7 separate regions of the Mus musculus genome follow, and regions 1, 2, 3, 4, 6 and 7 are each linked to region 5. The links are chromatin contacts, called in public HiCAR-type and promoter capture Hi-C maps. All regions are on one chromosome and are shown on one strand. Each heading gives the region's core, a stretch centred on a gene start, on an enhancer-like site or on the middle of the called end of the contact. The rest is flanking DNA. Distances are from core to core; before and after follow the strand shown. Region 1 has its middle 58 kb from the start of 4930414F18Rik. Region 2 overlaps 4930414F18Rik (a long non-coding RNA gene). Region 3 has its middle 130 kb from the start of 4930414F18Rik. Region 4 has its middle 25 kb from the start of 4930414F18Rik. Region 5 holds the start of Shisa9 (shisa family member 9). Region 6 overlaps 4930414F18Rik (a long non-coding RNA gene). Region 7 holds the start of Gspt1 (G1 to S phase transition 1).

Region 1 (2,783 bases), core at 252-2,751, 910 kb before region 5:
TCTCTCTCTCTCTCTCTCTCTCTCTCTCACACACACACACACACACACTTGAAAATGTACTCTTGACTCTTAGAAACTGTCAGTGATACATGGACCTTCTGCTCTCTAACTAGTAGCCGTGTTCACAATGACTGTTTATTACCCATTTTAATGCATTATATATAGATGTATATAGATAACTAACTGCTAAACTCTGATCACTGGTCTGTTTTGCAAATTAGGAGAAAATCTCAGTAGGGTTAAGTGAGTTGCTCAGTACCACAGAGTGTGAATTACTGTAGAGGCTTTGCCTGTCCTCTTGTCTCCAGTCAGTTGCAGTTTTAACTAAGGGTGAGATCCAGTCCATTGCTTTAAATCCTTCATGAATAGTTAAAGAGCCAAGACATAATCATCATAATAAAAACCTAAATTGTTGAGAACTTATGAATAGCAGGGAGGGTGCTACACTGTCCATGCTGTAGCACTGTGCCTTGTGGACATTAAGGAGCTTCTAAAGATATTTGTTATTCCTGTGTGGATTGATGTGTGAGTGGAGGTTGGTATAAGAAGGCAGCCTGATGAAGCCATGGGAGGAACCCAATAAGCAACATTCATTCCTCCATGACCTCTGCTTCAATGTCTGCCTCCAGGTTCCTGCCCCATTTTCTTCAGAGATGGGGTATGATGTGGAATGTAAACAGAAGCAAACCTTCTTTCCTCCAAGTTCCTTTTGGTCATGGTGTTTTATCACAGCAATAGAAAGCAAACTACAGCACCATCCCAGAGTGGCATGAAGGTGTCTGCAAAGGCAACTGGAAGAGTATTCAGATAAGGTTCTGAGCTATTGTGTATGCGCATGCGCATGCACGCACACGCGTGTTTGTGTGTGTGTGTGTGTGTGTGTGTACCCGTGTGTGCACACTTGTGTGCATCTGTCCTTCAGAGAATGTCAGATGCCATCCTTTGGGACAGGGTCTTTTATTAGCCAGCAGCTCACTAACTAGCCTACTCTAGCTGGCCTGAGAGTCCAGGGCTCCTCCTCTCTCTACTTCTCCAGTGCTAAGAACACCAGTATGCACCACCATGCCTTTTTACGTTGTTTCTGGGCATTGAGCTCAAGTTCCTATGCTTGACAGGCAAACATTTTACTGACTGGGGTATTACCACAACCACAATGGCTACTTTGGTGTGTGCATGAACAAGCATGCATCATGAGAATGGGGAACTATGAGGCATTGTTTTTGGCATTGGGTATCCGGGGTATATTTGGCAAGACAGCTCTATTAACATTGGGGTTCTGCTATAATTATGAAATATCACTGGAGACAAGCTGTGCAGTAACATTTCTCCCCCAGCAACCAGGAAGCCCACAGAACAAGACTGTCATTTGCAGAAGACAAATGACAACAATCCCCTGAGATGCATTGTGCATGAAAAAAACCCATCGATCCTATTAAGAGATTGGCACTGTCATGGTTGTGTCCTGTTCCAAGCTCAGACAGAGGAGGGAGACATGGCACTATTTTAGCAACTGAGCTGAGCACGGAGGGGTCAGGTCCCAGGCGTTTCTGAGCCAGAGTCCCATGGCACTGAATCACATCAGATAGTCTTCTAGTCAAGAGAAATCGTGTGGACCAATGGCCAAAGGTCTCTCTTGAAGGAGCCAAAAGTAGGGACGTATTTTCTTGTGCTCTTTAAAAGCACTAACTTCCTAGTGCCCAGTGCAGGAGGCCCTGTGAGCTGCTGGAGATCTGACCAAGTCTACAAGATCTGTTGTTTGACGAGGGATACCATCTTTGATTTCTATGAGGATGAAGCATGTCTTTGTTTTGGCTTCATGTACCATAGAGTGGGAGGCAGAGGGTTGCAGACCTCCAAGCATACCACCAGGGCTGGCATCAGTGGACCTGGACAGATGCGTGTGCAGGTTCTGGTACTCAGAACGGTCAGTACTAAGAAGGTCACTAAAGAGCTCATCGAGATTACTTCATGCTTGCTACTCTGTCAAATACCAGCTTGAGACAGAGGAAAAGACAGGGACTTTAGCTTTGGAGACATGAAGGTTCAAATCTGTTCTCAAGCATTTTCTCACTGTGCGACTTTGAGTGAGAGACTGAAGTCCCCTTGGCCCCAGTTTTCTCCTGTGTGCTTTGGGAATGACTGGTGCTCCCTGTAAAGTACTGTCAAACGTTGACTCTTCAGCAGCCACGCACTCTATGTCACTGTCAAGAGCAGTGATTTCGTTGCTCTGTCTGTGCAGTAGACACTTCTTATTATCATCTTTCATGTTTTCTTCATTATTCTCCTATAGAAAGAATTTTGATTGTGTGTTTCTATGTTGTATATGTTCATGTGTTCTTGTGTCTGTGTACATGTGTACATGTGGGAGTGTGTAGGTGAAGGGAAGGGATCAATCAACACTGGGAGTCTTTCTCAAAGGCTCCCCACCTTACTTTTTGAAGCAATGTCTCTCATTGGACATGGAGACCAACTATTCAGCTGGTCTAGCCCACCAGTGGGCTCCAGGGCTCCACCAGTCTTTGTCTCCCTGGTCTGGAATTGTAGTAACACCCTGCCATACCTGGCACTTTCCATGGGTGCTAGGGCCCTGAACTCAGGCTCTCATGGTGCACATCAAACATGTGCCGACCGAGTCGCCTCTCCAGGTCCGCATTTTGATTTCTGACTGACGTCTATGCCCGTGTATGCCATTTGAAGAAGGTGCTTTTCTCACTGTAAATGTAGACACATCTTCACAACCAGGGTGCCCCACCTTCCTCCCCACAGGGACTGTTTCAGGGATG
Region 2 (2,828 bases), core at 312-2,811, 790 kb before region 5:
GCCAGCCTGGTCTACAAAGTGAGTTCCAGGACAGCCAGGGCTATACAGAGAAACCATGTCTCGAAAAACCACCCCCCCCACCAAAAAAAAAAAAAAAAAAAAAAAAAAAAAAAAAAAACAGAACCAAAAAAACCAAACATGTAGTGCCACAACCAAAGGATGCTAAGGAGATACTGTTGTTAAATGTGATGCTGTGCCCACTTGGAATCCTGGAGCAGAGAGAGGACATCAGATGGACACAAAGTTAATCCTATTGTAACAAATAGTTAAAAAAAAAAATCCTGATGCGAGGTTCCTTCCTGCCTTTGACCATTTATGCTCCCGGAATGAAGAACACATACAAACACAAACTTTATATTTTAATATGCCTTAAGTGGCTCAATAGCTGGGCAGCTGCCTACCCTCCATGTTATTAGAATCTACCTTCTATCTATAACCCTATTATTACTTACTGTGTTTCATCTGGGCTGCTCTGAATTGCAATTGGTCAGCCCTCTGGACCATGGTCTCTTGGCCCAGAGCCCAGGGTGCTTTCCTTGCTTCTCTCCTGCAGTTCTTACTCCATAATGGCTTCTGTGTCCCCTGATCCTTCCTCCTGTTATCAAGTCTGGGGAACCTAAACCTGCCTAGTCTCCTCTACCCAGCTGTTGGCTGCTGGCATCTTTATTTACCAATCAGAATTAACTGGGGGCAGGGCCCTGTAGGCTACTTGCAGACTTCAAATCTCAGACGCTAGCACTTAGCATTACAATAAACAGTAAAAGACAAAACCCTAACATAATAAAGGCATAACTCCAAACCTGAATTAACTATAAACAAATCATTGCTCATATTACTCTACCAATACTGGTTGATTAGTTTTGATAAATGCATAGTAACTAATTTTGCCTTATTCTTATGATTTTTCCACAAACCCAGACCTAGTCAACAATTGGGAAAAAAATTTCCCCTTTCTCTTTTGCAGTGTTCCAAGCTAAATGCAAAGAAGGCCCTGGCTCATTGGTGACAGTCACATTCCCACTGAGTACACTATTAATGGTTAAATGAATTATCTGAGCTGTGACTTTCTAATAGGCTTAAAATTTTCAGTGTTATTTACATCTTAAAAGAGGCTGTTATTTACTTGAGTCTTAAAATATAATACCCAGGAGATATTTCACAGCACAGTCTTTCTGATGTTCCGTAGTTGTGGCTTTTGTGGGCAACCATAAAATCAGAAGGGTACTAAAAATCTCATAGAGCTCTCAATAGCTATCTGAAAGAATCACAGAGCTGATGAGGTTGGGGTTCAATGCTGATTAAAAATTTAAAAGGCCATATGAATAAAGGCAAGGTATGCTATGCTACTAGGCAATGGGGTACTGTGGGTTCTTGATACAGACAGAAGTAGCCAGTGTAAGACTCCGGGGTGCCTTAGCTTACTGGGGATCCCCTGAGTGAACCACACAGAGCCAGGATTGATGCAAAAAGCAAGAAGAATTTATTGTTCTAGTGCACAGGGTTTGTTCCAGACCCATAAGAGAGGCAGTGACCACAAGCACTCGTTTGGCAAGTTTTTATATGGTTTCCAGGGGCAGAATAGAGCATCAGCAACTATGCACAATATGATTGTCGGAACAGTGAACCCTTTAAACTGACTGGTCTTTAGGGAATGAGGTGACAAGGACTTCTTTTGTCTGAAGGTGGACAACAGTCAGTCCTGAGGAATGTGTTCCCACCTGCAGGTTGGTTCCTGCCCTGTTTTCTGAGAAATGTTAATTAGCCTCTCTCTTCCAGGGGGGCAAGTATTTCATGACCTTCCCCAAGTTCCTAAGCTGACCTTTTCACCAGCATTTCTGTCTTTGTGGCTTGTGCTATGCAGAATGAGTGTTCTGGTCTTCTAGCTCCTCATTTTAGAGAGTGTCAGTTAAAGTTGTGTTATTGTGCTGATGACATAATATATACATATAAGAACTGCAACTGCAATGTCCAGCACACTGATATTCTAGTATTTTTCTTGCATTTTTATTTACTATGTGAGGGAAGAAGGGAGGGAGGAAGGGCTTGGGGGGGTGGCTTTCCTTGGTGCTTGCTTGTGTGGAAGTCAGAGGAGAACTCCTGGAAGTCACTTTTATTCTAAGATGCTTATTTCAGGGATGAGCTTAGGTGGTCAGACTTAGCACTGAGTATTTTTACTTGTTGAACCACCTCTCCAAACTCATATAGATGATAAAATAATTGTTGTGACTAGTGATCAATATCCCATAATTATTACCCTTACCAGCACCATCCCCATCATCATAATCAGGATGACCACCACCACCATCATCACCAGTGTCACTGTAACCCATAACCACCACCATCATCATTTTCAACATTTCGTTTATGTTTAAACTGAGTACCTGGAGACAAATATTATGTAACATCCCTCAGACTCAGGATTAACTGCTCTGTTGGGCACGCTGCTGTATGGTTTTAATCCCGGCACTCCAGAAGCAGGGTCAGAGGTATCTCTGAGACGTCTAGGCCAGCCTGGTTTATGTGGCAAGCTCCAGGACAGCCACACTACCTGTCTCAAAAACCCAAATCCAATCAACCAAACAAATACAATTGTTTCCTGCAGTGTTCTTATGAAGACTAGCAAAGATGTTTTTATTATGCATTTTTCTTCTATGGTTGGGTATATATATATATATGTATATATATATATATAATGTATTATATTTATAGTCCATATTATATAATATGCAATATACTTTATATTATATAAAATATGAAATATAATATAATTTATAATTATATAATGTTGATATATACTATATAATATGGTATATATTTTATGTTATATA
Region 3 (3,191 bases), core at 298-2,797, 980 kb before region 5:
CTGTGGTAGATATCTGTTTGTATTGGGATCGAATACCCATCAACTTAATGACTCCCAGGTAGGAATTTCTATATCTAAGGCATGACTGATGCAAGGGCCAACAGTAATTAGCAGAAACAGAATGGTCAACGGCCCGGCCCTTGGATGGCTAATATCAGTTACTATCTAGGAGAAGCCCAAAAATAAGACAAGGGACTAGCCATTTTTTTCACCTCAGGTCCCCTTTTTTATGCAATGTTTTTTGAAGATAGCTATATTATCTCTAGTGATTCCTGAGTGGTTTGTATAGAAACAACAATTTTCTCTAAAACCATAAACACCTCCTCCTTCTTCATAAAGCCAGTCAAATGTCCTCTCATATTGTAGAATTATTTCTGCTGATAAATACCTATTGATAGATCTAGGTCTATTTGGTTTTTCACAGATCCCTTTTCTAATATGTGAACAGGCATTATAGGTAGCCACTTTGTCCCCTATGCCATGGTGTTTCCTTTTGATGAACTACTCCAGCCTTTTGAGGATAAGGGGCAAAGCACTCTCTCTTGTAACTATTTCCTGCTGGAATCAGGACATTGCTGCCAGAGCCCAGCAAGGCTGGAATTCTAGTCAAAGGCTGAGAGGGATTCAGGCAATGAGGCATTCACAGGAAGCGTCTAGTCTTACATTTAGAATTTTCAGACCCATGGTCCTGGTAGTTGGGGAAAAGGAGGAGTGTCAATACCTGGAGAGAGACTTTGTTAGCAGGAATAGACAGGGAGGCAAACTTAGGCTGTCCATATCTTGGAGTCTGTTTGACCTGTGAGAGATGAACCAAAGTCTTACATGAATTTTTAGTTTACAAAAGAGATAATAGTTCTAGATATATTAACATTATCACTGTTTGGAATCTGTACTAAAATCCACATTGTAGAAAAAGCAGCTAACAGGCGTCAGTAAAACGGCTGGAGGAGACGCATGCCTTCAAGTCAGGGCAAACAGCACGGCTTTGGGATTCAAAGGATGAGCATTTTTTCCTGTCCAGAGATCCGGACATACAGATCGGACAGAGATATTTTAGCCCAACGAGAAGCACCTTGAATTCCTATACATAGAAGGAAAGAAACTTTGAAACAGTTTACATTTTTTAGATTTCTTAAGTGATTTTCTTACACATTTACAACTTGCATTTATGTATCTTAAATCACTTCCTTAGACCCTCAGGACTTACTCAAGCTTTCATATTCCACCCCTTTAAACACTTTAGGACACTTCCGTAGACCCACAGACCTCACACAGATGTAAGCCTTTTCTTCCAGTCATTTACCAGAGACTTGAGCAGTTATTACTTAGAACAGTCATTGCAAAGCAAGTTCAAAAGGAACGGCCAAAAGTTCCATCTGAAACCTGTGCATCCTTTCATGTGAAGCCCGTTAGAAAGGCAAACTGGTTGTTTTGCTCAGCAGGAGTCCAAGCAGCTCTTGAAAAAGCAAGGCCTGCCTTTTACATACGAAATGAACAAACAAGGTAGCAGCGGACCTGATGTTAGGAGCTGGTTGCCTGTCATTGTTAAACTGGAAAAGCTACAGCTGGTCTCACAATCAATGCCATCAGGTCTGAGAAGGATACAATAGAGCAGGAAGTATAATCCAAATGGCCCTTGTATCAATTAGAATGACAGAGACTTACCCATTAACTAGATGGCTACCCTAGGCTCCAGTGGTCTCTATGGCTTCCTCGGGGGCAGAGATCCAAGGGCAGCATTAGTCTTTGTCCCTCAGGCCCACAGGATCTGAGGGGTTTTCCTGTGGAGGAGAAGCTTGGCAAGACTGATCTTACTTTGTCAAGGCAAAGTGGAGCACTCAACTCTCCCATGTCAGAGTTTGGCATGGCAGGGTCCTGGTGGCAGGCAAAGCCTTGGGACAGTTTTGGCCAGTGGTTAGCATTATAACAATCCAGGTGGAGTCATCCTGCCCCATCATCCCCTTTGGAGGCCTTCGGGTCACTGCTAGGAGATGGGCTGGGGGTGGGGGTGGGGTAATGTGTGTCTCTGTCTTTCATACTAAACTTTTTCCATTAAACATTTTAAATGTCATATTTAGCAGATCTTTGAAGAGTCTGAGGACCATAATCTATTAAGTATATAAGCTAAATAAACTTTGCTTGCTTTTAGTTACTTGTTTTAGGCTTAACATTGATAACACATATGAGTTTAAATAAAGTTTTTTCTGTAATTCATTACTTTAGTTCTTAGTGTTACTACAAATATACTTCCGAACACATTAAAGGGTTTGGTCCTTAGTGGCAGTGACTGACCGTAACTTTCATGTCTTGAGTGTCTTTCACAGAGTACAATAAGTTAGCAGCTTTTATAAAATTAGGATTTTATAGCTTTATCTCTGTTAGGTTTAACCTTACAAAGATAAAGATTTCTGAATTTAAGCTCTTTTAGTATTCAAATAAAACTTCAACTCATAAATACAGTTCACAGAGAGACAGAGCACTCTCCTGATCCTTTCATAGCACACCAGTACAGAGCATGACAGTTTCTTATATGATTCAGTAGATCAAAAAAAAACCCCTAAATCTTAACAAAGTTAGCAAAGACAAGGAGACCAGACATACATTCTTAAACCTGAATAGGCCTTAGATAAAGAAAACCATTCTCCAAGTCAGTGGCTCCCAACCTTTCCAATGCTGCAACCCTTCAGCACACTTCTCTACGTAGTGGTGACTTCCAACCATGAAGTCTCTCTCCTTGCTATTTCACAACTACAGTTTTGCAATGTGATCATCTGACCTGTAGAAGGTCCTACACTACCCCAGTGGAAGGGTCTTTTAAACCCCAAAGGTTCGTGACCCATAAGTTGAGATTCATTGCTCCAAGCTCTTTGCCAAGCTGCTTTTGCCAGACTGTTTAGGTCATTGTCTTGTAAGATAAGAACATCCCAGTTTCTGGTGTTTAGTGTTTGGTGCTCATAGCTGGAACCATAACTCTATAGTCTTTTACTTATTTATTTTTTAAAGATCACATTTTATAAACTTAAAATGTTCCATAGTCTTACAAATTTAAATATTTTAAACTTGTTCTTTAAAAATATCCAGTTTTTTTATTTAAAATTTCCTCTTAAAAAATATAAAAGCTTGCAACTGTGTGTTCTTGTAATATTAAAAAATAAAGTACCCTTTTCACTTTAAGAGGGAAGAAAAAGGTA
Region 4 (3,198 bases), core at 241-2,740, 880 kb before region 5:
TCCAAACAAGTGGACATCACCTGAGAAGTAATACCCAAGTTTGACCTTTATCCCTCACAGACTTGTGCACCTGCATACACACACACACACACACACACACACACACACACACACACACATACACACACACACACACACACACACGACAGTCTCAGAGAGACACAGAGAGATAGAAACAGAGATAGAGAAACAGAGAGATGGGAGGAAGGGGAAGCCAATAGATAATTGGAAAGAGTTAAAGAAACCAGATCAAGCAAGTCCTGGAACATGGAATATTGCATGTGGATTTTATGTGAAGAGAGCTGGGAAATTATTGAGGGAATTTCAGTTGTATGACAACATTACTTAAGGTGCAGATTTTCAAAAACATCACCCTTGGTGGTTGTTAGGTGAAGAATGGAGGTCTCTTGGGAACAGAGATGAAATAGCAGGAAGTGTTGGGTGCTTGCTCTTGGATCCTGGTGAGAGGTGATGCAGGTTGGAACACAGAAGGAGAACTCCTGGGTATGGTCCTGCACTTGCTTTCTGTACTGCTCCAGGGGCATCATTGATCTGCATGACAGGCCAATGACATTTCTGGCTCCTAATCATAGGCTCACACCGGGTCTCAGAGCTGCAGTGGGTGGAGGATCCATGCCTGGATTATATTGCATATTGCAAAGAGAGAAAAGAGGAAAGAGTCTCTTTAATTATTTTTTATAGATTTAAAAATTTCATTGGTAATTTCACTTATATGTACAATTGATTTTAGTTATGTTCACAATTATTTTTCTCACCCCATTACTGCCTTTTCTTCTCCAAAGGCTTCTTTCTATTCTGATGTCTTTTTGTTTTTGTGAGACCCTATGTGGTTAATGAGAATCCTTGCAGAAGCATGAGTGGTGGGCTTCACTACAACAGAGAATGACACTGAGGGAGGACCTTTCAAGAATGACTCCTGAGCTACTACCTCATGTGACACTAGGCATGTCGGTGGCATTTTTATAAATGAAGAGAGACTGACTGTGGAACCCTGGGGGTAGAAAGAGAGAGCTCTTTCTTGGCTTACTAAGTGTTAGCAGCAAGGCATCATCTATGGGAAGAGGCCAAGCAGCTGGCAGGGATCAAACGATAGCATTCAGTGTGGGCACTTAGGTCAGAAGGAAACTTGGGATCATTGAGCTAAAGATGGCACAATGAAGGGCTGAGTTTGTGGCTTCTGTGGAAAGAGAGGGTGGGTAGCCATAAGAAGAGCAGAGGTGATTAAGAGGAGGACGGAGGGGTTGCCCTGTGCTAGGAGCCTGGGTGGCTTATGCCCTAAGGACCAAGTTTTAATCAGAACCATAAACTATGCGTGTGTATCACTGTCTCTAGTGATAACGTTGCATCTAGATCATCTTTCTATGCTTGGCGAGGGTTGAGCAGATTTCTCTCCACAAGGCGACCAGTTGTCCCTATGAGCAGGGGTGGGTGTTAGCAAGATATGATTCAGGAATGTGTGGGACTGAACACTCTGATTTAACTCTGAAGTGAAATCTGTCCAGGCTTAAGTCTGCCTCTTGTAGGCCAGTGGTTCTCACTGGGGCAAATTTATCTGTGGTGGTGGTGGTGGGGGGTGCGGGGGGGATATTTGGCAATGTCTGGAAACATTCTCAGTTATCACAACTGAATGACAAGAGGTGGGTGGGGGTGCTACTGGTGTCTAGTGGGTAGAAGCTAGGAACACTGCTGAGGCTGAACATCCCACCATGCACAAGACAGGCCTCCAGGACAGACAATATCCTGCTTCAAATGTCAACACCATTGAGGATAAGAAAACTTGATATAGGGGTGCAGTGCTAAGTCACTCATCAAGACTTCATTGTTCCTTCCTGAGGGTTTTCTAGAAGCCTCTATACCCAGACAGGGAAGTTGATTGAACTGATTCCCTTGACTGATGTTTCATACATAGTCATCTGAGAGGCAGCCCATAGAGTAATTTCTATAGCTCAGTCACACAGTCCAGACACACACACACACACACACACACACACACACACACACACACACACACATGAGACAGAGACAGAGGAAGGGGGAGGGAGAGAGGGAGGGGGGGAGAGAGGAAGGAGGAGGAATGGAGAGTGCCAGCTCACACCTTTGTCTTAGGAGAGACTTACAAAGACAAAAGCATCAATGTGGCATCCACATTCTATTATTCAGGACCCTCAAAGCTGTTTTCCTCTCTTGCTCTCAAAGCTGGCATTTGTTTTTATTCTCTTGGAAATAAATGGTATTTTTCTTTACTTGTAATTTAAAAATGGTTTGTTGGCACGTGAAAATAAATGCCATAATGATTTTAGTCTCTAGTATGAATTCAGGGCAGACTTGGCATTTGTTTGTGTGTGTGTGTGTGTGTGTGTGTGTGTGAGTGTGTGTGTTTTATTGGATATTTTCTTTATTTACATTTCAAATGTTATCACCTTTCCTGGTCCCCCTACCCCCAGCAGAAACCCCCTATCCCATTTCCCCTCTCCCTGCTTCTATGAGGGAATCCCCACACCCACCCACCCACTCCTGCCTCCCTGGTCTGACATCCCCTACACTGGGGCATTGAGCCTTCACAGGACCAAGGACCTCTCCTCCCATTGATGCCTGACAAGGCCATCCTCTGCTACATATGCGGCTGGAGCTATGGGTCACTCCATGTTTACTCTTTGGTTGGTGGTTTAGTCCCTGGGAGCTCTGGGGGTCTGATTAGTTGATATTGCTGTTCTTCCTATAGGGTTGCAAACCCCATTCAACTCATTCAGTCCTTTCTCTCCCATTGAGGACCCCATGCTCAGTCCAAAGGTTTACTGCAAGCATCTGCCTCTGTATTTGTAAGGCTCTGGCAGAGCGTCTCAGGAGAGAGCTATATCAGGCTCCTGCCTGCAAGCATTTCTTGGCATCCACAATAGTGTCTGGGTTTGGTGACTGTATATGGGATGGATCTCTAGGTGAGGCAGTCTCTGGATGGCCTTATCTCCAGTCTCTGCTCTACACTTTGTCTCCAGTTTTCCTCCCGTGAATATTTTTCCCCCCATCTAAGAAGGACCAAAGCATCCACACATTGGTCTTCCTTCTCCTTTTCTTTTTCTTGGATATTTTCTTCATTTACATTTCAAATGCTATCCCAAAAGTCCCCTATACCCTCCCCCCTACCCTGCTCCCCTACCCACTCACTCCCACTTCTTGGCC
Region 5 (2,905 bases), core at 100-2,599:
TAAATGGATCCTCTCCCCAAAACGCAAGAGTTTAAAGACCCGGCTATGTGTCTCAAGACCCACCATCATATCTGGTGAGAGGGAACAGGAGGTGGGCGAGGGGAAAAGAGACTTTCCCCTTCCACACTCGGCCTTCACTCCCACCTGTGCTGAGCCCAATGCCTTGCTTGGCTCAATGCTACAAGGGAAAGTTGTCGTCCTGGATGACATTCCCCAATCGGAGACCTTGGGGTGGAGGGAAGCACGGCTGGGGAATGTTGGAGATGGATGGGAAAGGAAAGTGGACCCAAAGAGGGGGGCGAAGGGGAGGCAGCCCACCTGGACATGTGTTCCCTTTGGGGCCGGTGCGCTTTCTCCAGCCCCAGCTTGGTGAAGATGCCCACCAGCACCATGACAGCCACCACCCCGCAGATGATGTAGACGATAAGGTTGGTCTTGTCCTTGGTGGGGTCGTGCAAGGGGTCATCCTTACGCGCTGGGGGCTTGCCCGTGTTAAGCCAGAGTGGCGTGTCGTAGTTGGTACAGGTGCTCTGGTTCAGTCGCCGCTTCTTAAACGTGCAGCAGAACCGGAAGCCACAAGTCCCGCAGCAGAAGATGAAGTCGCCCGAGCTGCAGTTGAACGGCGGGTCCCACTGGCCCATGACATCGAAGTAGCCCCGACAGGAGTCTGGCGTGGGCGCTCGAGTCGGCGGTGCGTCCGAGCCCCCGACGCCCTCGCCGGCCTCTCCGGAGGCGGCTCCGGAGCGGTTGCCCCCTGTGAGCAGCAGTACGCCGCCCAGTTGCGCTAGCTGCCCGTGCCCAGATCGCTCCTGCGCCCGGCACATGCGGGCACACAGCTCGGTGAGGAAGCAGCCGAGAAGCAGCCGAAGGACTCGGCGCATCGTGTCTCCCAACCCGGGCTGGAGCGCTCGGCCGCCGCTGGAGCCGCTACCGCCGCCTCTGGACGCGCGGCCGAAGCTGCCGAGGCTGCTGGCGGGGGCTGCGGGCCGCCGCTGGCCGCACATGCAGGGAGGCGGCGCGGGGCGCTCGGTGGTCGGCGGCCACTGCGCTCGGCTCAGACTGCGTTCGCCTCCAGCGCGACGCGCGCCGAGGAAGGGGGCCGGCCGGGGAGGAGCGCGCCGGGGCCGGGCGGGGACGGAGCAGGAGCGGGGGCCAGCGCGGGGTGCAGGTCCTGCTGGCCACCGGGGGAGGCGGGGGTGGAAAACAGGAGAGAGTCGCTGTGTCCGTAACTCCCTTCCACCCGCCACCCGGGACTCGGCTCCCCACGTCCGCTCGCTCGCAGGATGCTCTTCACCTCTCTAGCACGCCAAGTGCGCTGGAGAGAGAGAGAGAAGCGACACTTGTGGAATGAAGGGAGGGCCAGAGGGAAGGGGGAAGGGGAGGAGGGCGGATAGAGGAGGGGTGGTGGTGAGCGCTAGCTCGAAAGGGGCGGGGGCGCGTAAAGAGGTGACTCGGGCGGGCGGGGGCGAATAGGGGGCGTGCAGAGAGAGCTCGGGCAAAAGCAGCAAGCTCCACCGCTGCCAGGCTCGAAAGAACAGCTCTGATTTCTCGGCAGGTGGAAAGAACCACGGCCGGGACCTCTGGCACCCTCTCGGGGAGAAAGGTGCTCCTCACCCCAAGCAAAGACTCAGAGGTGGTTCCGCCCTCGATTTCCCCCCCTAGGGGTGCGTGCGCAGGAGCTGCGATTGCAATCTGTCGATCAGGGAAGGGGTGACTAGGAGAATCGGGACAGATTAGATGGCTTGCTCACTCCAAGACACACTAGAAGCAGTGTAGACAAGATCTCCCTCCTCCTCCCGGGCGTGCAGGAACTGCCTTGCCCTTTCCGGGGATGCGACCTCATGCCTGGCGCGAGCCTGGGATGGTTCGAGTCCCTGAACAGAGAAGAGGCTGGAACTGGGAAGGTGGGTTAGGTGTCAAACCCCTTGGGCTGTGGTAAGCACCCCAGAACAGGGGCTTGGGAACTCATATTAAAAGCTGGGTGGTCTGGCGAGGCGGTCAGCGGACAAAGCGAAGGCAATGGCTCACCCTGGAAGGGCTCTCCTAAGAACTCCCCTAGCCCTTAGGACCTGCCGCTTTCTGTCCCTCTTCGCCCCCGCAGCGAACGCTGAGCTCCACAGGAGGGCACACAGCGGCGCCGCCTCTGCGCTGGCAGTTTTGGCGCAGCGCAAGGCCTGGGCACTCATCCTCAGCCACTCGTTTCTGCAGCCCGCGCGACAGTCTCCAGAGCAGGCTGTCCCCTGTCCCCACGGAGCCCCCCTTCCCCGACATCCTCACCGAGGTTGTTTCCTTGGCTCCCAGCATCTCTTCTCAACCTTTCCAAATTTGTTCTCTCTTCCTTTCTCCTGACTGATTCCTCCCAGCCCTCCATAAGCCCTCGACCATTTCTCCTATTTCTTCCTGCCCTCTACTTGAATTTGATTTCAATAGCCCCTAAATCAGGATTCACATCAAAGCTGCTAAGCTAAATTTATATCCCCACACGCCCTGGCGTTTTGTTTTTTAATTGTATTAACTGAGTATGCTCTTTGCAGTAGGCTGGGTGAATCACAGAGGAAGCAATGTTTTCTGTTCCCTCTCCTCTTGTTTGGTTTCAGCTGCAGGACTCTTGGGGGAAATTTTCAAAGGACCACGAAGTTGGGCCACATGTAAAATGGTCTGCTGGGATCCTCTTAATTGATAATTTATGAGAGGATTTATTAAGACTGTGTGGCAAGTTTTTTCCAAATCAAAGGGTTTGGCTAAACTCCCCCTCCCTTTGATGAAAGAAGATTTACAAATGCAGCCCAGGGCCACCTTGGTAAACCACACCAGGTCTTAGAGCCAAGACTGACTGCAGTAGAATGTACTCCAACCCATCCCCCACTGTGAAAAGGAAAGAGAACTGCCAACCAGCTTCCTCACC
Region 6 (2,949 bases), core at 231-2,730, 820 kb before region 5:
AAGTTTGCTTCAAATGAAATATACACCCCCAGATCCACACTCACGCACAAGTTTCCATACACATATATGCAAGGTTTATGTTTTAAGTAGTGAATGTATACTTCTCATTTTCCATTAACATTTCTCTCACATGCTGTTGAAAACAATATAAAACAAAACAACAACAACCAACTTTTCTTAAAATAGTTTCTTTTCCAAACCAAAGAGAATTAAATTACACATAAAATTTCTGTTTCCTTTGTTAGGTATACATTTTACTGCTTATCAGGAAGTAGAAAATTTAACGTAAGAATAGTGTCCAGTTCCCCCTCTGTGTCTGGGTATGTGTCAGGCGCTCATGTCTATGTGCGTGGGAATGCTTGGCTTGTTTATGTGTGGAGACCAGAGGCTGATGCTCATTGTTTTCTTTTATTGCTCACCATCTTAGTTTTTGAGATTGCATCTCTCACTCAACCTAGACCTTGCCATTTAGGCTGGACTCCTTGGCTGGGTAGCCCCTGGAATCTGTCTGTGTCTACCTCCCCCGTTGGCTACAGAAGTAGATGGTCACATTAGGCTCTTGACTTGGGTGCTGGGGATCGAAATTCAAGTCTTCATGCTTATACAGCAAGAACATTACCTATTGAATGAGCTCCCCAGGCTAGATTCTTATAAATATCATAATATGACTGTTTATAAGATCTATATGTTATAGACTAAAAGACTCTTAGCAGTTTGAAAAGTAGCAGTTAAAGGCTATACACTGAGAAAACAATTTTATTTTTACTGGATCTTTAAAAAAGACTCAGTTGGTGGAAGTGTAATGGCCAGTGGGTTGTCAGGAGCTGGTCAAGGCTACCAGCGTGCGGTATGTAGTGGTGATATGAGTTTACAGATCTACCTTTGGCCAATTTTAAGGAGGAACGAGTAGGGGAGCAAACTCCATGGAGCAGCAAAATCATTATTATGCCATAGCTCATTATATTTCCAAGCAGTAGTAACACATCAAAATGTACACTATAAACTGATGTATTTTGCTATGAGAGGAGTATGTTGTCTACTCTGATGATTCAAAGAAAAGAGAATTCTACAAGGCTGCTTGTCAACCTGAAACTACCACAGACGTGAGATCTTTTTATGAGCTGGGCCTCTGCTCATCTGTAGCTGGATCTTAAAACTCTCTGTGAAGAATAAAAGGTACTTACCGAGAATGAATACATGTTGTATAATGTCTTACTCTCAATATGAGCATAGTTATGTACAAGACGCTGCATGGACAGTGGGATCTTGGCTTGAAATTTTCTCTCTTTCCTTATCTTCCTCTTGCCTTTTGTATCCTCAGCTAGAATGCTTTTCCTGAGCTAGAGAACTTAATACCAAATTACTGAGAAGTCTGTCTCTGGAAGTAGAAAAGCTCAACATTTTATTTAAATATGAAGCCATCATCAACTGTGTTGCCATGGAGACCCTTCCTCCCATGTGCTCAGCAACATGTCTGCTGCCAATTATCCAGAAATAACTTCTCTATTTCTATGGAGTATTCTGTTTCACCTACTGCTGCTTCTGCATTCTGTTTGAGCTTCGGTGAAAAGATGAGGGATTTTATTTCTATCCCTTGCAGACAGGAAAGGAAAATTTTAACATATCCATCCTGAAAAGGATCCCCTACTGTGTCACTTCCTGTGTAACATTATTACATATCCCCCCTTAGCTATAGCAGCATATGAAAGGTGATTTCAGATGACAAGTTGTGGGAAGTTAGTCCTCTTTTTCTACCATGTGGAGCCTGGGGATCAAGTTCAGGAACTCAGATCATTAAGTCTATTGGCAAATACCCTCTCCCACAGAGCTATCCCACAGATCTGTCTGTTGTGATATGCTAAGTTTCCTGTCTGTGCCAGCAACAGGGATGGAAGCACTAGGAAAGACTTTTGAATCTTCTGCCCAGCTTACTGGACAGAGATCAAAGTCTCGTCTACCCTTTTCCTTCATGTTTACTGTACACTGGGCACTTCAGAGGGAATGTAATGCAGAAGACTAAGGCAACACCAAAGAACAGATCCCAAAGTACTACTGGCTGTGTCTGAGACAAAGGGATGAAGAGCAGGGCTGGCCAATGAGGGTGCCTCACTTTAGATGCTTAGCTGAGGGAATCAGGTTGCAAATATTTCACATCATTAAGAGCTTCCTCAGATCAGAATCCTCAAAAAAGCCAAAGGAAATTGGGCCAAAGCACACAGTCTCCAGGCTTATACTAGGCATCTTTGGTAGAGGTACTGTGACAGCTCACCCTCCACAGTCATTGGCAGAAACAAATCCCTGTGCCCTTTGGGCATTACAAAAACTTTGTTGATTTTTTTTCTTCCCAAAGCTTTGTCCTAAAATCTATTGTAAAAGAAGAAAGGTAGGGTTGAAGGGAGGACACACAGAGGAGTACCCTATTTTAAGTGTTGTTGCAGGACCGCAAGGTACTCTTTGAATTGTCATACTGCTAAGTGACTTTTCAGCATTTTTGTCTTCTAAAATCCAGTAACATTACACACAAAGGTAGACATACACAACTGTTTGCTGCAATAACATCTTAATAAAAAGTGCTATTTCACTGCCTTAATTGTCTAGTAAGCAATTCATAATAACAAATGGGACACAGTAGGCAGTCACTTGGGTATATTGATACATGCTTGAAATCATCCCAGCATAGGAAGTTGAGGCAGAGGATCCAGAGTTTGAATCAAGCCTGGACAGCATCTTAAGTTTGGGACAGTCTGGGCCACATAGTAAAAAACATACGCACTCATAAACATGCCTACACATGGAAGGAAAAAGAGTCAAACCCACGTCCACCCTAAAAAGATAGACTGAATGAAGGTACATTGTGGTGAGCTCCACCAGTGTTTTAAAGTGTGGCTCCAGACCAGAATATGTGATATATGGGCAAGAAAACTCTGGAAGGCTATGAGCCAATCTGTG
Region 7 (2,776 bases), core at 221-2,720, 730 kb after region 5:
CAGCCAACCAACCGACCAAAACCTAACTAACCAACCACAAAAAGAAGAAAAAAAGAGCTAGTTTGAAGCCTTGCTTTAAAAAGTAATTGACAAAGCCGGGCATTGGTGGTGCTGGCCTTTAATCCCAGCACTTGGAAGGCAGAGGCAGGTGGATTTCTGAGTTCGAGGCCAACCTGGTCTACAGAGTGAGTTCCAGGACAGCCATGGCTATACAGAGAAACCCTGTCTCGAAAAACCAAAAAACCCAACAAAACAAAAACAAAACAAACAAAAAATTATTGACAACTTTGTCTATTACCTCTCTCGTTAGGCCAAATTCTCACTTTTTATTATACAAATGTTTAAAGTCAGCATTCCAATTTAGATATCTTAGATCCAGATTTAAAAAAAAAAAAAACTCGTTGTTTGAACATTTTGAATATGTTACTCTGTAATTTCCAAGTAGGTTAGTTGCATTCTGTCTAGACTCTTTTCAGAGCAAGTAAAATTAAGAGTATACTTTTCTTTGTCTTGGTCTCCATGGGTGAATTACAGGAGCATTTAACAGGTATTTAGAACAGGTATTCCTACTTCGTGCAGTAAAAAATAAAGGTGAATTTTATTTTTTCTTGCTTGTCACTTACCCCACAATTACTAAAATGCAACTTGAAAGTGTGAGATGCCCTCATTATTAAAGGACTGTAAGAATAGCTGACAGATGCGGCCTTTCAAAAGAACAGCACTTTACCTAATGGCAGCTAAGGAACTGGAAGCACCAAAATAGCCACTATTAGGTACCGCTGGGTACACTAAAAAATATGGCAATCCCGATTAATTTGTAAATCTCCTGGCAGGGAGGATGAAAGGACGAAAAAACATTTTAGGTGCGGGCTTTTAATGACTAGTCAAACATAACATGAGTCACTGAAATTTTCCAGTTAAGGATCCTTTTGCCGGACATCCTTGGACCTTTATGAGCCACACGCAGTTTCAGCTGTAACATCTCATGGTTTTACTGCCTCTTCCAAAAATGAATACATAAAAGGAAAGACGCCTCCCGCCGGCTTTGAAATGTAGGGCAAACTCTGGCTGCGGGTGGAGAGAAAGAGAATAAGGTATATAGACTGGGAGACAGAAAAGGCGCCGAAAAGGGAGAAGAAAAAAAAATTCCTCTAGGTTAGGCCTGCGGACCGGGTGTTCTCACAGGCTAGGGTGGATCGTCGCCTCGTGCGGAAGGGCTCGGCCCACCGTCTTGCCCTAGCCGAGTAGAGCCTACCCCTACCCCCACCCTGCGACAGATGGGCCACCAGACTTCTGCCTCCTCGCGCTGCCTGCCGGGAGTTCCAGCCGCTTCCGGTGACGCTTGAGCGCTGAACTCCGACTCCCGTCAGCCCCCGAGAAAACCGCACCGGGTCTTCGCGGGTACTGTCGGGACTTGTAGTTTAGCTATCGGCCGCGCTTCGTAGGCGGAAACGCGGGCGGACACAGACGGGAACTACCGAGGCGAAGGTACGGGTGGTAGCGAGAGGTCAATTCTCTCCAAACGTGGGGTTGGCGGTGAGGCCGGCGGCGGTAGTTGGGGTTGGGTGGGAGGAGATCCTTTCGCACACACGAGGAGGGTTGAGCCGCTGTCGACCTGGTCTCGAGTGTACTGTCTGGACTGTAGCTGCTGCCCAGGACGCCGGCGAGTGAGTCATTGACTGTCAGCTCCCCAGTCTTGCCGTCCTCCCCGGGTCAGCGCGGCCTGCTCCTCCCCGGTCGGCCGCCCCCGCCTCCATTTCCCGCCCTCTCTTCACCACACACACGGCCCCCCCGATCATGGATCCTAGCAGCGGCGGTGGCGGCGGTGGCGGCGGCGGCGGGAGCAGCAGCAGCAGCGACTCTGCGCCCGACTGCTGGGACCAGACGGATATGGAGGCCCCCGGGCCCGGGCCTTGCGGCGGCGGCGGGAGCGGCAGCGGCTCCATGGCCGCGGTGGCCGAGGCCCAGCGTGAGAACCTCAGCGCGGCTTTCAGCCGGCAACTCAACGTCAACGCCAAGCCTTTCGTCCCCAACGTCCACGCCGCTGAATTCGTGCCGTCCTTCCTGCGGGGTCCGGCCCAGCCGCCGCTATCCCCAGCTGGCGCAGCCGGAGGCGACCACGGAGCAGGCAGCGGCGCGGGAGGCCCTTCGGGTAAGTTGCCGGGCTGGATATCCCCAAGGCACGGGCGGCGGCCTGGGGCCGGAGTTCCGCGGTGGGCTGGGTGGAGAGGACGGGAGGCCGGCCGGCCCGCACGTGGGGCGCTGACAGCGGCGCCGGCTGGTCTGGGTGGGGCGCCTCCAGTCTGGGAGCTGCTTGGCTTGGGGCGCCTGGGCCAGGAGGAGCAGAGACCAGGGGACCCGGGGGCGATTGCCCCGCCGCGGAAGGCCGCACGCGGTTCACCCCTAGGCATAGGAACTGTATGGGACCCTGCCAGCCCTGGGCCAGTCAGTGCCACGAGGCCCAGAAGTGGGGACTGATAGGGCTTGAAGTCCGGCAGGAGGAGGGTGTGAAAGTCTAGGGTTTGGGGGACAGGACTTGTCTCTTCGCTGGCCCAGAGAGCTGCTCCTACTGTAGTTTCTACGTTTGGAACTGTAATTGCGTTTTAAGTATCGGTGGCACTAAAGCGACCTGAAGGAATCCCAAGATGCATTGCAGGCTTGTGATCCGCCAGAAACTGTTGGCTGTCAATACAAAGACCTTTTTTCACCCTTAACATTTTGAATACTTGAAAAGTTTTTTAAATGTCACAAGGATTCCTCAGTACTAACATGTGGT

What was found. Promoter capture Hi-C pulls out the DNA fragments that hold promoters and counts their contacts. HiCAR-type assays count read pairs that join an accessible place to other places.
Region 1: a promoter capture Hi-C map of hippocampal neurons shows a contact between it and region 5, with 18 times the contacts expected there. The contact joins the enhancer-like site here to the promoter of Shisa9 in region 5. A contact is called at or near these places in 8 of 39 promoter capture datasets (the 3T3-L1 cell line, the C10 cell line, frontonasal cranial neural crest and 3 more), 3 of 484 Hi-C or Micro-C datasets (cardiomyocytes, cerebellum and frontal cortex), 7 of 115 datasets of contacts at active chromatin or transcription factors (VIP interneurons, astrocytes, embryonic forebrain and 4 more) and 1 of 9 other capture datasets (embryonic stem cells).
Region 2: a contact with region 5 is called in a promoter capture Hi-C map of embryonic stem cells, with 6 times the contacts expected there. The contact joins the enhancer-like site here to the promoter of Shisa9 in region 5. A contact is called at or near these places in 8 of 39 promoter capture datasets (the C10 cell line, embryonic stem cells, frontonasal cranial neural crest and 3 more), 3 of 115 datasets of contacts at active chromatin or transcription factors (embryonic forebrain and embryonic stem cells) and 1 of 9 other capture datasets (embryonic stem cells).
Region 3: a promoter capture Hi-C map of embryonic stem cells shows a contact between it and region 5, with 5 times the contacts expected there. The contact joins the enhancer-like site here to the promoter of Shisa9 in region 5. A contact is called at or near these places in 8 of 39 promoter capture datasets (the 3T3-L1 cell line, 3T3-L1-derived adipocytes, cranial neural crest and 5 more) and 6 of 115 datasets of contacts at active chromatin or transcription factors (embryonic forebrain, embryonic stem cells, forebrain and 2 more).
Region 4: a contact with region 5 is called in a promoter capture Hi-C map of hippocampal neurons, with 12 times the contacts expected there. The contact joins the enhancer-like site here to the promoter of Shisa9 in region 5. A contact is called at or near these places in 7 of 39 promoter capture datasets (the HPC-7 cell line, cranial neural crest, hippocampal neurons and 4 more) and 4 of 115 datasets of contacts at active chromatin or transcription factors (astrocytes, embryonic forebrain, forebrain and 1 more).
Region 6: a promoter capture Hi-C map of hippocampal neurons shows a contact between it and region 5, with 11 times the contacts expected there. The contact joins the enhancer-like site here to the promoter of Shisa9 in region 5. A contact is called at or near these places in 7 of 39 promoter capture datasets (3T3-L1-derived adipocytes, embryonic stem cells, hippocampal neurons and 3 more), 2 of 484 Hi-C or Micro-C datasets (both in cerebral cortex), 6 of 115 datasets of contacts at active chromatin or transcription factors (astrocytes, embryonic forebrain, embryonic hindbrain and 3 more) and 1 of 9 other capture datasets (embryonic stem cells).
Region 7: a contact with region 5 is called in a HiCAR-type map of astrocytes, with 2.7 times the contacts expected there. The contact joins the promoter of Gspt1 here to the promoter of Shisa9 in region 5. A contact is called at or near these places in 1 of 39 promoter capture datasets (hippocampal neurons) and 3 of 115 datasets of contacts at active chromatin or transcription factors (astrocytes, bone marrow-derived macrophages and embryonic hindbrain).

What each region holds. Positions count from the first base shown.
Region 1 is chr16:12,891,554-12,894,336 of GRCm38.p6, reverse strand. No RefSeq gene overlaps it. Among named protein-coding and RNA genes, the nearest start is that of 4930414F18Rik, 58 kb to the right of the region's middle. Within about 2 kb of position 1,501, at least 6 of the 459 cell types and tissues checked have an H3K27ac peak or open chromatin away from gene starts, as enhancers often do. A contact at or near this core is called in VIP interneurons and hippocampal neurons, where this site is marked.
Region 2 is chr16:12,774,949-12,777,776 of GRCm38.p6, reverse strand. All of the region lies in intron 1 of 4930414F18Rik (a long non-coding RNA gene), which reads left to right. Among named protein-coding and RNA genes, the nearest start is that of 1700003L19Rik, 35 kb to the left of the region's middle. Within about 2 kb of position 1,561, at least 6 of the 459 cell types and tissues checked have an H3K27ac peak or open chromatin away from gene starts, as enhancers often do. A contact at or near this core is called in embryonic stem cells, where this site is marked.
Region 3 is chr16:12,959,412-12,962,602 of GRCm38.p6, reverse strand. No RefSeq gene overlaps it. Among named protein-coding and RNA genes, the nearest start is that of 4930414F18Rik, 130 kb to the right of the region's middle. Within about 2 kb of position 1,547, at least 3 of the 459 cell types and tissues checked have an H3K27ac peak or open chromatin away from gene starts, as enhancers often do. A contact at or near this core is called in embryonic stem cells, where this site is marked.
Region 4 is chr16:12,858,438-12,861,635 of GRCm38.p6, reverse strand. No RefSeq gene overlaps it. Among named protein-coding and RNA genes, the nearest start is that of 4930414F18Rik, 25 kb to the right of the region's middle. Within about 2 kb of position 1,490, at least 8 of the 459 cell types and tissues checked have an H3K27ac peak or open chromatin away from gene starts, as enhancers often do. A contact at or near this core is called in hippocampal neurons, where this site is marked.
Region 5 is chr16:11,982,557-11,985,461 of GRCm38.p6, reverse strand. It overlaps Shisa9 (shisa family member 9), which reads right to left and starts at 1,349. Exons shown (of 5, transcript NM_028277.2): 1 at 319-1,349. The coding sequence starts at 881. Gm32278 (predicted gene, 32278) reads left to right here and starts at 1,717. Exons shown (of 2, transcript NR_155455.1): 1 at 1,717-1,904.
Region 6 is chr16:12,799,007-12,801,955 of GRCm38.p6, reverse strand. The region is part of intron 1 of 4930414F18Rik (a long non-coding RNA gene); the gene reads left to right. Among named protein-coding and RNA genes, the nearest start is that of 1700003L19Rik, 11 kb to the left of the region's middle. Within about 2 kb of position 1,480, at least 19 of the 459 cell types and tissues checked have an H3K27ac peak or open chromatin away from gene starts, as enhancers often do. A contact at or near this core is called in forebrain and hippocampal neurons, where this site is marked.
Region 7 is chr16:11,253,019-11,255,794 of GRCm38.p6, reverse strand. Gspt1 (G1 to S phase transition 1) reads left to right here and starts at 1,470. Exons shown (of 15, transcript NM_146066.2): 1 at 1,470-2,152. The coding sequence starts at 1,798. LOC115488671 reads left to right here and starts at 2,159. Exons shown (of 2, transcript XM_030249388.1): 1 at 2,159-2,776. Mir1945 (microRNA 1945) reads left to right here and starts at 1,350; the gene lies at 1,350-1,427.